Regions from separate parts of the Mus musculus genome. Here region 1 is linked to region 2. A link is a contact called in public Hi-C data. All regions are on one chromosome and are shown on one strand. Each heading gives the region's core, a stretch centred on a gene start, on an enhancer-like site or on the middle of the called end of the contact. The rest is flanking DNA. Distances are from core to core; before and after follow the strand shown. Region 1 holds the start of Nkx2-1 (NK2 homeobox 1). Region 2 holds the start of Foxg1 (forkhead box G1).

Evidence for each region. Hi-C and Micro-C count contacts between places; a contact is called where the count stands out from the background.
Region 1: a Hi-C map of embryonic stem cells shows a contact between it and region 2, with 12 times the contacts expected there. The contact joins the promoter of Nkx2-1 here to the promoter of Foxg1 in region 2. A contact is called at or near these places in 5 of 39 promoter capture datasets (cranial neural crest, embryonic stem cells, frontonasal cranial neural crest and 2 more) and 16 of 484 Hi-C or Micro-C datasets (cerebellar granule neurons, cerebellum, cranial neural crest and 7 more).

Annotation. Positions count from the first base shown.
Region 1 is chr12:56,534,427-56,541,342 of GRCm38.p6, reverse strand. It overlaps Nkx2-1 (NK2 homeobox 1), which reads left to right and starts at 4,435. Exons shown (of 3, transcript NM_009385.3): 1 at 4,435-5,034; 2 at 6,270-6,655. The coding sequence starts at 6,283. Gm26973 (a long non-coding RNA gene) reads right to left here and starts at 4,153. Exons shown (of 6, transcript XR_872771.2): 1 at 3,837-4,153; 2 at 1-101.
Region 2 is chr12:49,378,063-49,384,635 of GRCm38.p6, reverse strand. Foxg1 (forkhead box G1) reads right to left here and starts at 1,629. Exons shown (of 2, transcript NM_008241.2): 1 at 1,250-1,629; 2 at 1-335. The coding sequence starts at 150. Gm34304 (predicted gene, 34304) reads left to right here and starts at 2,808. Exons shown (of 2, transcript NR_168648.1): 1 at 2,808-2,819.

The DNA of each region.
Region 1 (6,916 bases), core at 3,186-5,685, 7.2 Mb before region 2:
CTTGCAAAGCTTCCCCAAGAGGCTGTAGAGATACATTTCTATTGGTGACCAGTAGAGGGCGCCGCGGATCGCCTCGGTCTGCATCTGGCAGGCTTCCACACCTAGAAAGCGAAGAGGAATCCAGACTGTAGGGCAAAAATCACCAAAGCGGGCCTGGGACAGTACGGTGGCCGTCGGAAACTTTTCGCGAGGGCAAGTGTTGGATAGAAGGGAAGAGGAAAGAAAAGAGAAAGGTTGCAGAGGAGAAGAACTGGAGAAGGGAACTCCGCTGTAGCGACTTCACAGAAAATAAAGCATACTACAGGCAACAAAATTTGAAAAGGCTGAAAGGGGGATCAGTCAGCTAAAGCTGAATGAGAGATACTGGAAATGTAGCTCATTTGCAAAGCGCTCACCTGGCATGCGCGAGGTCCCGAGTTCCAACCGCAGCACCCAATAACAATAACAAGCAATTTATAATATAAAAAGCTAAATGAATGTGCCCAGGTCTTGGGACAAAGCAACCGCGCCTTCCTGAGGACCTTTGTTAGCGTTCAGCACCTCTAAAACACTCTTTAGAATAGTGCTGACTGGCTGATGTTCACAGTCCCCATCTCTCACTCCCCATCTCTCACACCTCTCACTCTGAGTGTGCCCAGCGCTGTCTGCGCCCTGCTCCAAGTTCTCATCTCTGTCTGTCACATCTCTGTCCCCCTCATTTCAAAGTATGATTTAGTGCTTGCTTCCCATTTCTTTATCATCCACTCTTTAGATTCATTCCTGCCTCAAACCCCATCCCTATAGGGGGCGTCCCCGGAATTTGGGAGCCCATAGGGGTTTTGGTTACAACTTGGGACTGAGACCTGAAGGAAGAGCAAGGGAAGAGAGGACTCCTCCACCACCCAAGGCCTGGGAAGGGGGGGGGGGCGGCGGGGAGGGGGAGGACTCTCTGGGAGGACTCTCTGATGGAATCTCATTTCCACAAGAGCATCCTCCTGTCAGGGAGATGCTGTGATGGTCCTCCCAGCCCTGCACTCCGGCCGCACAAACCACGACTTAAGGAGATATCTCAAAGGTTTTAAGCCAAGAAAAGAATTGGCAGTAGGCTCTTTTCCTTGCAACACTCCAAAGCTGTCCTGATTCTCAGCCTGCCTAGTGAGGACCCCAGAGAGGCTTTCAAAGCTTGGGAAAGCATAGAGGGGTCTTGGAAAACTTTTCAGAAACTAGCCATGTTTGGAAGGCACTCCTTGGATCTCTGGGTTAGAGAATAGTAAACCCTCTCTCCCCACTTTCTGTTGCTCTTGTGCCAGGTTGCCTCCACCCCACTCTTTTAAAAAATTGTGTGTGTGTGTGTGTGTGTGAGAGAGAGAGAGAGAGAGAGAGAGAGAGAGAGAGAGAGAGAGAGAGAGAGAGAGACTGCTTGTCTAAATGCACTAAGTGTGTGCTTGGTTCCTGCAGAGACCTGAAAAAGGGCATTAGATTGTTTGGAAATGGGATACAGAAGGTTATGAGACATAAATCCTGTACTGGGAATAGAACCCAGGTTCTCTGAAAGTGTTCTTTACCACTGAGACATCTCCCCAGCCCCATCAAGTCCTCCCAAGTACAGCACAGCAAAGATGCTATACCTGCAGTAGCTATCGGAGGATTGGGTGTTGCTTCTTACAGAGCCTTAGAGGCTTGATCCCCAAGTTGAAGTCTGAAATACTGAATTAGAATAATTCATTGTGCTAATGTGCTTAAAGACGGTCAAACTCCTGCACAGCATCTCATCACCGATTATTTAAGTCACTGACACAGCAAAGTAGGAAGTTGTATGAGGCAGGCTTCTACCACATCCCCACATACAGTGTGTATGCACACATTCATGCACGTGTCCATGTGCATGTATGGTGTCCATGTGCATGTATGAAGGGATTTGCTCCAGGGGATGGTGGGAGCTCACATAATCAGAAAGTGGTAAAGCCAGGTCTCAGACACCAAGATTTCTGAGCTCTACTCCAGGGCATCTCCACCCCCCCCCCCAAGTCCCCCAGCACTAACCTAGCTAATCCAGGACACAAAACTTCACTGGGACACGCCCCCTTTCTCAATGCTTGTTACAAAGTAATTATACATCACTGCAGTGATCTAGTGCTAATATGGAAGCTTCAGGTGGAGACCGGCCATAGATAGGTCGTTAATGGCTAAATACTCTGACCTAGCCTACCAAATATCGGATACAGCATGGGTTCCAAGAGTAGTTGCTAAGTGAATCATGAATTGTAAGATAACATTTTGAACTTTGCAGCATTAGAAGAAGCACATCTAGTGCCCTTGGCAGATGTGAAGGGTTTCATGGGAGTTGGAAGTAAGCAAGCTGAGGTGTAGGTGGCAAGTGGTAGATCTGGTTTGGACATCCTCTCTCTAGCGTTCTACCAGTGAGCTTTCAAAGAGACACTGGAGGGGAAGAAGGAAGTGTCCCTCTGCTACACTGCTGCAAAGACTAATGGTTACTCTGCTCTTCTTCTGGTGAAGCCTGAGTCTCTGCAGCCCTTTGATTCCTAACTAGTGAGATTAAAGAGGACCCTTGGGGCTGAACCAGGGAATAACCTTATGAGGGCTGAGCTCTGTCCTGCTAGCCACAAGGCCAGTCTACTGACAGCGCAGGAGGCACCAGCCATGAGGGGTGGACTAGGTTTTTAAGAATTAATCCACAGCTACAAGAGGGGAAAAAAATATCTCTGGTTTAACCCGAGTGGGTCCTGTTCAAGATGAGTCAGAGAGGCAGCATGCTCTCTAGTCAGAAAGACTAACCTGGTGAGAATTCTCAAGATCTTTGCATGGATGAGTTCAGAGATAAATAGGTGGCTCCCCACCCACCCACCCAACACCCCCCCCAGGCCCCCAAAGGCTCTTGAGAATTCTGGCTTACTCTTGTGGATGTCAGTGCTCATGGGAAATAATCCAGAATGGTGGATGTTTATGAAGGGGCAGAAGTATGGGAAGTTCATTTGGTTCAAGTCACAGAGTGCAACAGAGCCCCTCACCCCCAGTTCTAGATGGGAGCTGTTGGCATTGGTGCCAGCAGGAGAAGTTTGAAGCTCAGTCCAGTTCCCCTCCCCTTCAGGGTAAAGCATGGGGGTTGCCAGGCATCACTCCCCTCGAACTCTGACTGAAGCTCAGCCCCTCACCTAGTGCTGTGCGGCTGGGGATGGGGGCCCCTAGTTACAGTAGGGCTAAGATGCAGCTTGTGTACATTCTCCCAAACTGGCCACCTGCTGGTGTTTTTGAAGGTCCGGGCTGCACGGCTCAGAGACTGTAGAAGATTGAACAAACCTTTCACTCCAGACTAACAGGCCCCCCGAAGAAGCAATGGATTTGATATTAACCACAGACACAGAAATATCGACCTTGTTAGTGAGCTTAATTTTCTTCCCTCAAAGCTTTGGGCGTGTTTTGATGTGCCTGATTTTGCTTAAATCTCACCAAAAAACCTTCTGAAGAATTACCTCCTTCTGTAAGTGGCACTAAAACCGGGAGAGACAAATGACACTCTACCCTTGGTGTTCCTATGACCACCAACAATTATAAAATAACGGGGTTAAATGGAGACGGAGGACCAGGGACTTCCTAAGACGATCCCGTTCCCAATGCTAGCAGATCTGGGTCGCGCCTTCAGACTAGGTCTGCATTATGCTTTGCCTGCCCTTTCTGCCGTTCACTTGATCTAGCGTGGCTTCCCCTCCCTGCACTCTCGACACTGTAGACCAAAGTGCTGTAGCTCATCTTGAGAGCGCCCCCCAGAGAAGTCCCTGGGAAAGGAGAGCGCAGAGCTCTGCTTTCCACTTGTCCTTAGCTACAGAGACACAACGCACCTGGCCGCTTAAAGTCGGGGTTCCCTGCTTCAAAGCCACCTCGGGGGCGGTTCGAAAATGCGGGCCCAGATGGGAGGCCCGCTGATGCCCAGAGCCTTCCTTCCCTTCACGATGGAGGTAGGTGGTGAGGAAAGCTAATGTTAGTTTAGTCGTCGGCTTTGTGTTGAGGGAGTAGAGAGCACTCTTCAAGGAGAGATCTTAAAAAGCAAATAAAACAACTTTCCATACTATAATTGCTATTAATGGAAAGGAGCCTACCCTGCTGAATTAAGTAGTTCAAAACTGCTTGTTCATTATCGGGAGCTCCCTCACTACAAGGAGGGGAAAGAAAATGTGAAAACAAAAACCAAAATCAAGAAGCCTCCTTGACTGGCCGCCGAAGTGTCTAGGAGGCACCTGCCGGGCCAGGAAGCACTCCGCCCTCCCAGCCTCTAGCGCTCCAAGAAAGCTCGAACAGCAGACAAGCAAAGCCAAAACAAAAACAAACAATAACGAAAACGCTTAAATTCCAAGGAGAAAAAAAAAAAAACGGAGGTGGTCTCCAAATCTGTGCCATGCAGGGCTTGGCTGGGTAACCCACTTAGCTGCTGATCCTGACCTGGTAACAGCAATGAGGCTGACGCCCCCGGGCCCGCTAGGGAGCACAGCCCACAGCTCCCCCTTGCCAGGCGCCCAAGGACCCTCAAGGCGCGGGGCTCACACTTGAAGCCTGGGAACGCTCAGACAGGAAACCCACTTCCTCCTAAGCAGTTTCTTCCTAGCCGGATGAGAGGCGCCCAATTGAAGCAGAATGATCCTCATCTACTAATATCCAGCGTGGCCACAAAGCGACCGGCCATTTACGCCGCCACTTTAGACAAAGATATTTGGTTATTCCCGGGGAAGCAAGTGCACTTTTGCATGGCTGAGCTCCGGGAGGAGGCGAGCCTCAGCCCAGCCTCCCGCCCGCTGGGCTGCGGGCGTCGAGATATTCGCCTCCTCCCGGACAACGAGTTCCACCCGGGTTCAGACTCAGTTCCACTCTGCAACGGATCTGCGGGCGCTCACGCGGCTCCCCGCCCGGGCTTTCACTGAAGCATCGGAAGGGAAAACTGCGGGGATCTGAGCTGGGGTGCTGGGACTGGGATGTCCTCGGAAAGACAGCATCAGCTTCTGAAGCCGAAGTATCCAGGCCATGGGCAAGGGTCAGGGGCACCAGGTTTGTTCGAGATGGGGCAACTTCCGTGGTGGACTCTCCTGTTAATCCCCCGCACCCTTAGCCTCGTAGCTCAGAGGGCCAGCGGTGTACTTGCCTGGGCCGGCAAAAGGGGTGGAGAAAGGGAGCGGCGGGGTGGGGTGGGCTGGGGGGGCTGGTCCGCTAGGGAGCCAGGAGCTTGGTGGGGGGTGGCGCGGGGATCGGTGACAGCCTCCCGGAGGCAGTCGTTCCCTTACTCAGCTCCCCCTCCGCCCGCTGGGATTCTCTCGGGTAAGGGGAAAGGGGGCGGGGAGCAGAGGTGTCCCTCTGACGGCGGCGGCAGAAGAAGCAGACAGACTGACAGACACATAGACCAACAGTGCAGCCCCAGGGTTCATCCCCAGACTCGCACACTCTTTTGGTGGTGACTGGGGCTCAGCGCAGCGAAGCCCGATGTGGTCCGGAGGCGGTGGGAAGGCGCGGGGCTGGGAGGCCGCAGCGGGAGGGAGGAGCAGCCCCGGCAGGCTCAGGTGAAATCCCGCTCCCTGCTCCTCAGCCCCCTTCTCCCCCAAAGGCCAGCCCCTGACCTCGGAACCCCGACCAAATTGGACCGCGGTTCCACTTTGTAACTCCCCAAGTTGGTTGCAAAGCAGTATTCACCTTCCGTTCTCCTTTCCATCCCTCCCCTTAGGTTATTCTCTACCCCACCTCTGGCCCTCCCGCTCTCGGTTCCCTCCTCCTTCCCCCCCCCCCGCCTTTTCCTCGCGCGCCACAGGCACCCCACAAAAATGGGGGTGGGGGTGTCCAAGGGAGGGGGAAAGTAATGCTTTGGTTCTCTCTCTCTCTCTCTCTCTCTCTCTCTCTCTCTCTCTCTCTCTCTCTCCCTCTCTCCTTCTTTCTCTCTTTGAGACCTAAAAATCTTGACAAGTGAAGCTTAAAGGTGTTTACCTTGTCATCAGCATGTAAGCTAATTATCTCGGGCAAGATGTAGGCTTCTATTGTCTTGTTGCTTTAGCGCTTATGCCCCGCCTCTGGTGGCTGCCTAAAACCTGGCGCCGGGCTAAAACAAACGCGAGGCAGCCCCCGAGCCTCCACTCAAGCCAATTAAGGCGGACTCGGTCCACTCCGTTACGTGTACATCCAACAAGATCGGCGTTAAGGTAACACCAGAATATTTGGCAAAGGGAGAAAAAAAAAGTAGCGAGGCTTCGCCTTCCCCCTCTCCCTTTTTTTTTTCCTCCTCTTCCTTCCTCCTCCAGCCGACGCCGAATCATGTCGATGAGTCCAAAGCACACGACTCCGTTCTCAGTGTCTGACATCTTGAGTCCCCTGGAGGAAAGCTACAAGAAAGTGGGCATGGAGGGCGGCGGCCTCGGGGCTCCGCTCGCAGCGTACAGACAGGGCCAGGCGGCCCCACCGGCCGCGGCCATGCAGCAGCACGCCGTGGGGCACCACGGCGCCGTCACCGCCGCCTACCACATGACGGCGGCGGGGGTGCCCCAGCTCTCGCACTCCGCCGTGGGGGGCTACTGCAACGGCAACCTGGGCAACATGAGCGAGCTGCCGCCTTACCAGGACACCATGCGGAACAGCGCTTCGGGCCCCGGATGGTACGGCGCCAACCCAGACCCGCGCTTCCCCGCCAGTAAGTGAGGCCGCCCCGCCGCGGGGCCGCGGGCTAAGCACCGGAGGCGCGGTCGGCGCGGCCGGCGAGGTGCGGCGCCCGCCGGTGGCGCTGGGCATCGGGGTGGGCAGCCGAACAGCCTTGTGTAGGAGTGGGGTGAGGGCACTGGACTTTCTTCCCCCCGCTGGGCAAGGGTTTCAAAGGAGGTACTTAGAAGAGCTGGGGTCCTGCGGACAGGTGCTAGCACCCGACCACCGCAGGCACCAAGGACAGACTTGATGC
Region 2 (6,573 bases), core at 380-2,879:
ATGATGGTGATGCTGGGGGTGGTGGCTGTTGTGGTGGCCGTGGCTCGCGTGGTGGTTGTCGTTCTGGACGGCCTCGGGGACCAGGCTGTTGATGCTGAACGAGGACTTGGGAATCATTTTCACCTCTTTCCTATCTCCCATGTCCAGCATCACCCAGGCGTCGGGGGGCGGCGGCGGCGGCGGCGGCGGCACGGGAGCCGGGCAGCAGCGCGGCGGGCGACCAGCGGGTTCGGAGTGGGGCGCGGGGGGAGCGGGCAGCGGAGGCGGCACTGAGCGCTCCGGCAGCAGCGCAGTTGGACCGCAGGCTCCGGCGCTGGCAAGGCATGTAGCAAAAGCTGCAACCACCCCTCAAGAATTAGAGAGAGAAAGAGAGAGGGAGAGAGAGAGAGAGAGGGAGAGGAGATAGAGAGAGAGAGAGAGAGAGAGAGAGAGAGAGAGAGAGAGAGAGAGAGAGAGAGAGAGGGAGGCTAGAGGCAGAAGCAACCCGTCGCCCGGGGTGCAGCGCCCCGCTCCGTTCCGCGCCCGGCCTCCCCCTCCCCCGCTGCCTCCTCCTCCTCGCGCCGCAGCAGTCACAGCAGCAGCAGCGGCAGCCCGAAGGGGGGGAGAGCCGGGCGGCGGGCGGGCGCGTCCCGGAGCGGCCGCAGCGAGGCTAGGAGACAGCGATCGAGGCAGCTATAGCCACAATTAATTTTCCGAGCTACAGGCGCACACTAGGGCTGTAAAAAAATTTTTGGTTTAACCTTTCCTACTGCCGAACCAATCAGTGCCGCCGGCGTGCAGGAGCGTCTGGCTAGCCGTCGACCAATCGGGGGCCCAGGGCCCGCCCATCCCCGCCCCGCCCCGGCCCCGCCCCCCGCTCACCGCCCCCTCCGGGTGGCGGGGCCCAGGCCTGGAGCCGCGGGGACCGGCGGGAGATCGCCCACCCGGCCAGGATTAGCGTGGGGCGTGCGCCCCGGGCCGCGGCCGCTCGACTGTGGCCTCCTCCCTGTATGGGATTATTTTCCTTTGCGCGTCAATATTTATCCTTATTGATTAAAGTTTGTATCCAATTTTGTCTGGAAGAGCGGGGCGGGGGGCGCGGCGGAGGGGCGAGCTGCGAGGGTGCGGGAGAGGGCGTGAACCCTGGGGACGCGGCGGCCCCGGCAGCGCCCTGGGAGCGAGCGGGCCAGCAAGCTCCGGAGAGCCGGGCATCGGGGGAACGGGGCCTGGAAGGTGGGGCGGGGGCGGCCACGGCCAGGCCGGTACTTACAGCTTCCTGCGGCCCGCGGCGAGCTCGGCTGTGAAGCTGGGCTGAGGGCGGCGAGCGGGGGCGGCTGAGCGGTGGGTGCGTTCTGTGGAGGCCTTCCACGCACGCGGGCGGGCGGGCGGAGAGCTGCCCCGGGCGAGCACAGACCCAAACAGTCCCGAAATAAAGCAGGTAACACGTGTGTTCTCCCTCCGTCTCGCTTCACTCCCAGAGTCGCGCTCACGCGCGGGTGACCCGGTGGCAGTTGTCTCCTCGGGCACTCCACCTCCTCTTCAGCTTCTAGGCAGTACTGGAAGCCGGTAGCCGCGATCGATCATCCTGGAAATATTTTCATTTTGCTTGACATTGAAGAAAATATGAGTGGGCGTCTACTTCCGTTTTTTTTTTTTTTAAATCCTATGTTTGCTCCTTTTTCCCATTTCACAAATACTTTATCTCTTTAAAACCTCAATCTTGAAACACCAGTAGGGCGAAATCAGCTCTTACCCTTCTTGGATGCTGCTGGAATGCTCTGGGGAGCCCAAGGAAGGTGGATTTGACAGTCCTAGCTTCTGGGGTTTGGGGGATGGTTTGGTGGGGAGGTTGAAACGAGTGGGTAGCTTGTAATTCAAGGCCTTTAAAAAGATCGCGGCCAGGGCCAGGGCCAAGGCCCAGCATTTCCCAGGGATTGGAATTTAGTGCGGAGCACACAGATCACAAATCCTCACTGGCTCAAAGCGCGCCACGTTGTAAGCAGAGGCCGTAGCCAGAGAGGAGAGGGAGGTGGAGACACATAGGTCACGAGTATCTTTCCCCTCCTCTTTAAGGTAAAATACTCTACCCATGCCAGCATTCATTTTGATGAGCTCTTAGCTAAATGATCTCTCAGTCTTGATATAAAAAAAAAAAAGGAAGGAGAAAAAACAGGGCCTATGTGTGGTACTAAAATCTACCAGAAACATGCAATACTCAAAATAATAGGGAGTTATTCTGATGTTCTCACCCCCCAAATTTGAAATGGGGCGCAGAAAGAGGGGAGGGAAAGAGAGGGAAACGCTAGCGAAAATTATCCACAATTACAAATAGCTAGCAAATTTTATATCTATTGGAGTGTTGTAAGAGATCTTTGATTATTTGTCCCCAAATATCCTTCCACTGCTTGGATCTCTTCCTACATATCCGCTGACTTTAAAACAAGCTATGCATGACGGAAAAGGCCAGGGTTCTAGCAATCAGCTTTGCAAAACACATTGGTGCCAAAGGTTGATTTCTAGGCTTGGGGTTTCTCACGGAGCCTGGCGACGTGATGAGCTTTGCCAACCTAGCTAGAGAGATCTGTGAGCCTGGGTTGTCTTGTTCATTTCCCTTCCCACTCTTTTCTCCTCCTCAGGCCCATTTTCCCTGGTGGTTCCTCAATGCGCTTGCCTTCCTTCCTCCTCCCCTCTCCCTTCTTCCCCTTTCACTAACCCACCCCTTCTCCCTCCCTCCTTTCCTCTCCCCTTCACTCCTCCACCTACTCCTCCCCATCCCCCAGCCCCCCTTCTCACCACCGCTTATAATGGCTCCCGGGGCTCCCTCAGAGGTGGACGGCCCGGTACGTTTTCGTAGTCGGTCTAGCGTGAAATGATTCGGTGTAACCGGATTCTTGGGAAAGGACAGGTTACGTAAACATTTACTGATGTGGAGTAACTATACTATTTGTACTCTGATATGCAGGAAGGAAAGTGTTGATTAACACAGAAGAAAAAAAAGCGAAATTAGCTGATTGCATGCTCATAAGTGCAAGCTGTCATTGAACTGCTTTTAAAATAGACACAGCTGGGTGTTTGTGTTGAAAAATTTCTTGTGTTTTTGCTAATACTGAAATAAGCATGATTTTGTATACCAAACATTTTCAGATCATTAAAATTTGTAATCTGTGCTGGTTTTAAACACAAAGAAAAGAAACAGAATCATTTCGATGTAAAATTTGCTGATATTATATTAACTCAATCAGGTCTGTACAAATTGTGCATTGTGTCTCCTAAAATCTGTTTGATCAATTTAATACACAAAGTGCCAAACGTGGGTATTGTTTGTTAACATTGGACATTTTATTCAAATCTGAGCTCAGCAGTGAACTGGAGGAGTTGTTCCTTGAATACAACACCAGCTCTGACTGATGAATTTTTAATGTTTTGAGGTGCTTCTTAGGTTAAAGCTAAGTGTGTATTGTTTTGTTACCCCGTGGAAGAAATTAGCAGGCAAAGTAAGGTTTTTTTTTTTTCTTCTGTTTACTTTCAAGGAGCAAAAACTGGGTTTTGTACAGTGAGAGCTGCAATACTCTGATTTTATATGTCAAGGCTTATGGCGGCTTGAAAATTGTTTTGCATGCAGATTAAGGGTGTGCTGTGTTATTTTAAGGTTACGTGAATGCGAGTCTCTCAAAGCAGGATGATTGATCGTAAAAACATAGCATATAGTTTGAAATAATATTAAAACTAGTTTCCTGATGCAAAGGTTATTTGCAATTCCCGAAAAAGCAAGTTTGAATCCCTTTAAATAATTTTACTTGTTCTTTATGGTGAGATGGGGCTATATATCAGAATGCACACACATATGTATATCAGGCTTGTTCAACAAAACATGCACTGTTTACTCAGAGGCTTATATTTGTGTAAGCAATGGTTTCTTTTTAGATCTGCTGCTAGCTGAAGCAGAGGGGGAAGGAGTTCCTGGACAAAGTATTGTGAAGTTGAAAGTCTCTGGATGAGGCTTTGTATATCCTACCAACCAATTTGGGTGCAAATTGGATTTGAAGTCCTGCCCACGTCCACCGAGGGCCTCTTCCCTCTGCACATAAAGCCCTGTTTTCAGCCTCCTAGTCGCTGTGATTACCTTCAGAAGACAGAGGGCAGGCAGCCAGTGGTCTCAGACCGGAAACAAATCCCCCCACCAGTATAATTTTCCCTCCTAATCAATTTAACCTCACACATATAAATTTGCAAATGTGTAGTCTTAGGAAAGTAATGAATAGAAGAGCACACCAGAGTAAATGTGATCTGTTAGTTTACATAGTGGTGACCTCGTAGACCTCAGCTCTCATCCACTACCTACTCACTCAAAAAAAAAAAAGGACAAGAATTGTAGAGCGAGCAATTTCAGCAGAAGAGTTGCTGGAGAAGTGTAGATTATTCCTTGTCAATTTTAAAATTAATCTCCAAGCTTACACAGCGCACTTCATTCGAGCAGGGGGCAGCTTATTTTTATTCCATCTTTGAGGGTGGATGGATGTTGCATTTTCTTTCTTGGGTACATTGTTTTGTTTTGTTTTGGGCCATCTTTACTTTCTAGTAACAAGGGTGGGCCATATTTATCAACTTCCATCTTTCCCCTGGGAGCAGAGACAAACTCAAGCTAAAGTTCTCTTCTTACAAATGCACAGGACGGTTTGTGACCTCTTGACATGTGGGAGTCAGTAGATCCCATGCTGAGACATCCAGGTATTTCAGTGGTTCTGTAACAAATGAAGTCTGCCTTCCCTAGAGCCAACTTGTCTATAATCTCTTCCTAACAGCAGGTAATGGTGCTAACATTTAGTGATTAGAAGTTACTCTTTAGCGTGTTGTATCCTTGTTCTGTGGGTTTTGGTTACAGGTTATACGATTAGGTTTGCGAGAACAGTAGTGAACTAAACTTCCCAGTAAGAGGTCTTCACACCAGGGAAGTGTGACTTTTCCTAGGCAGCCCTGCCTCGTCACTCATTAGGGAGCTGCAGGTTGTCAGAGGCTGCTCTCAGCAGGCTCATGCACGCACCCCTAACGTCATCGAGGGCGCGCATATGTGCATGGAGTGGGTATACACACACACACATAGAGCTCTAAAACTAAATTAAGAAGCCGATGATTAAGACAAGCGTCTACTAGGCCTGTCATTTCAGCATCCTTCCATCATAACATTGTGGCACTGGCAATTTTGCTTGAGAACCTTGAGGAAAAAAAAATCTAAGGGAGAGCCTCATATTTGAGAGTTGAAATGTTTAACTTCTATAAGCTAGGGAGCCACTTCAGAAGCCAGGCAGTTAAAAGGAGGAGGGAGAAAAGGGGGGAAGTGGTCTTCATGGAAACTCATTGATTTCTCTGGGCACATCTCTTTGATATGGCCATGTGTCCTATGTGTAGCAAAGCTAGATCCACTAGCACCCAAAAACTCCCGGGTACCAACAGCCCTAGAGAGACTCACACATAATGGCATCACCCTAGAGCCAAGAACCATTGAGTTGCTCTGAACACAGTCTCTGTAGAATACTCTGAGCATTTTTGATGAGTAGGAAGGCCTGCTGCCCTTTAATGTGTTTTCTGTTACTTGCTAGTAGCTACAGGACTACTGGGAGTTGATAGTTTAAGAAGTTGAGCCCCTGGTAAGTAAGACACTCCAGTTGTAGACCAGAACCAATTGGGAGAAATTCTCTCACACACCAGATAGGCAAGCCAGTCCTGAAAGGCCAGTGTCTATAATTTCCCCTAGTTGCCCAAGGAATCAATGCAGTCCACTTTCCCAAGAAGACAAGGAACATTGAAGAGAAAAGAGAGAGTGGAAGTGTGGTCCCAGAACTGGAAATTGAAGACAAGGCTTGGCTTCTTAGTTCTCCCCACCCCGTCCCAGTCTTTCTGAAAAGGAAGGAAAGAGACTTACAAAATCCAGCATGTATGACTATGCTGTCTTTTCTGGTTTGTTCATCAGTGCATCTTGAAAGGAAAAGAAAGAAAATTATTTCATAAACACACACACACACTCACTGTGAAACAAAAGCTTGCAGGCTGAAAAAGCACACAACTCCTATGACACAGAGGCCCTAACTATGTCATTACTAGTCTTAGTTTTTCTGAGCATCAGTGAGATGTTAAGCAAGAGCTGGAATTGTCTTCTTTGAGGAAAAAGTATAGACTTCCCTGAGAGCACAAACATCAAAGCTCTTATGTTCGGAAGCAACTTTCCAGAAGATCCCCAAAACTCCCATTGTGAGAGAAAACTGGAAGAACAAAAAGGTTGACTCAGTTGCAACTATTAGATACTCAGTTCAGAAGCGGTCGCCTCTCAACAGCTAAATGCATGCGGAATTCATAGGGTTGTACGTTAGATGAATAAATATAACACAGAGAATGACTTCTGCTCATTGCAAGTCTGTAGAGGAATAAGGATTGGGAAAACTGCATGCTTGAGTCCCAAAGCCTCCTTTAGTCCAGGAGAGAAGGCAAGCTGTGTGCTAATAAAATGTCTGCTTTCTTATAAAAAAAAATAACCTCCCCAAACAAAACAAAACAAACAAAACAAACAGAAATCCAAACAAACAAACACAAAACTACCAG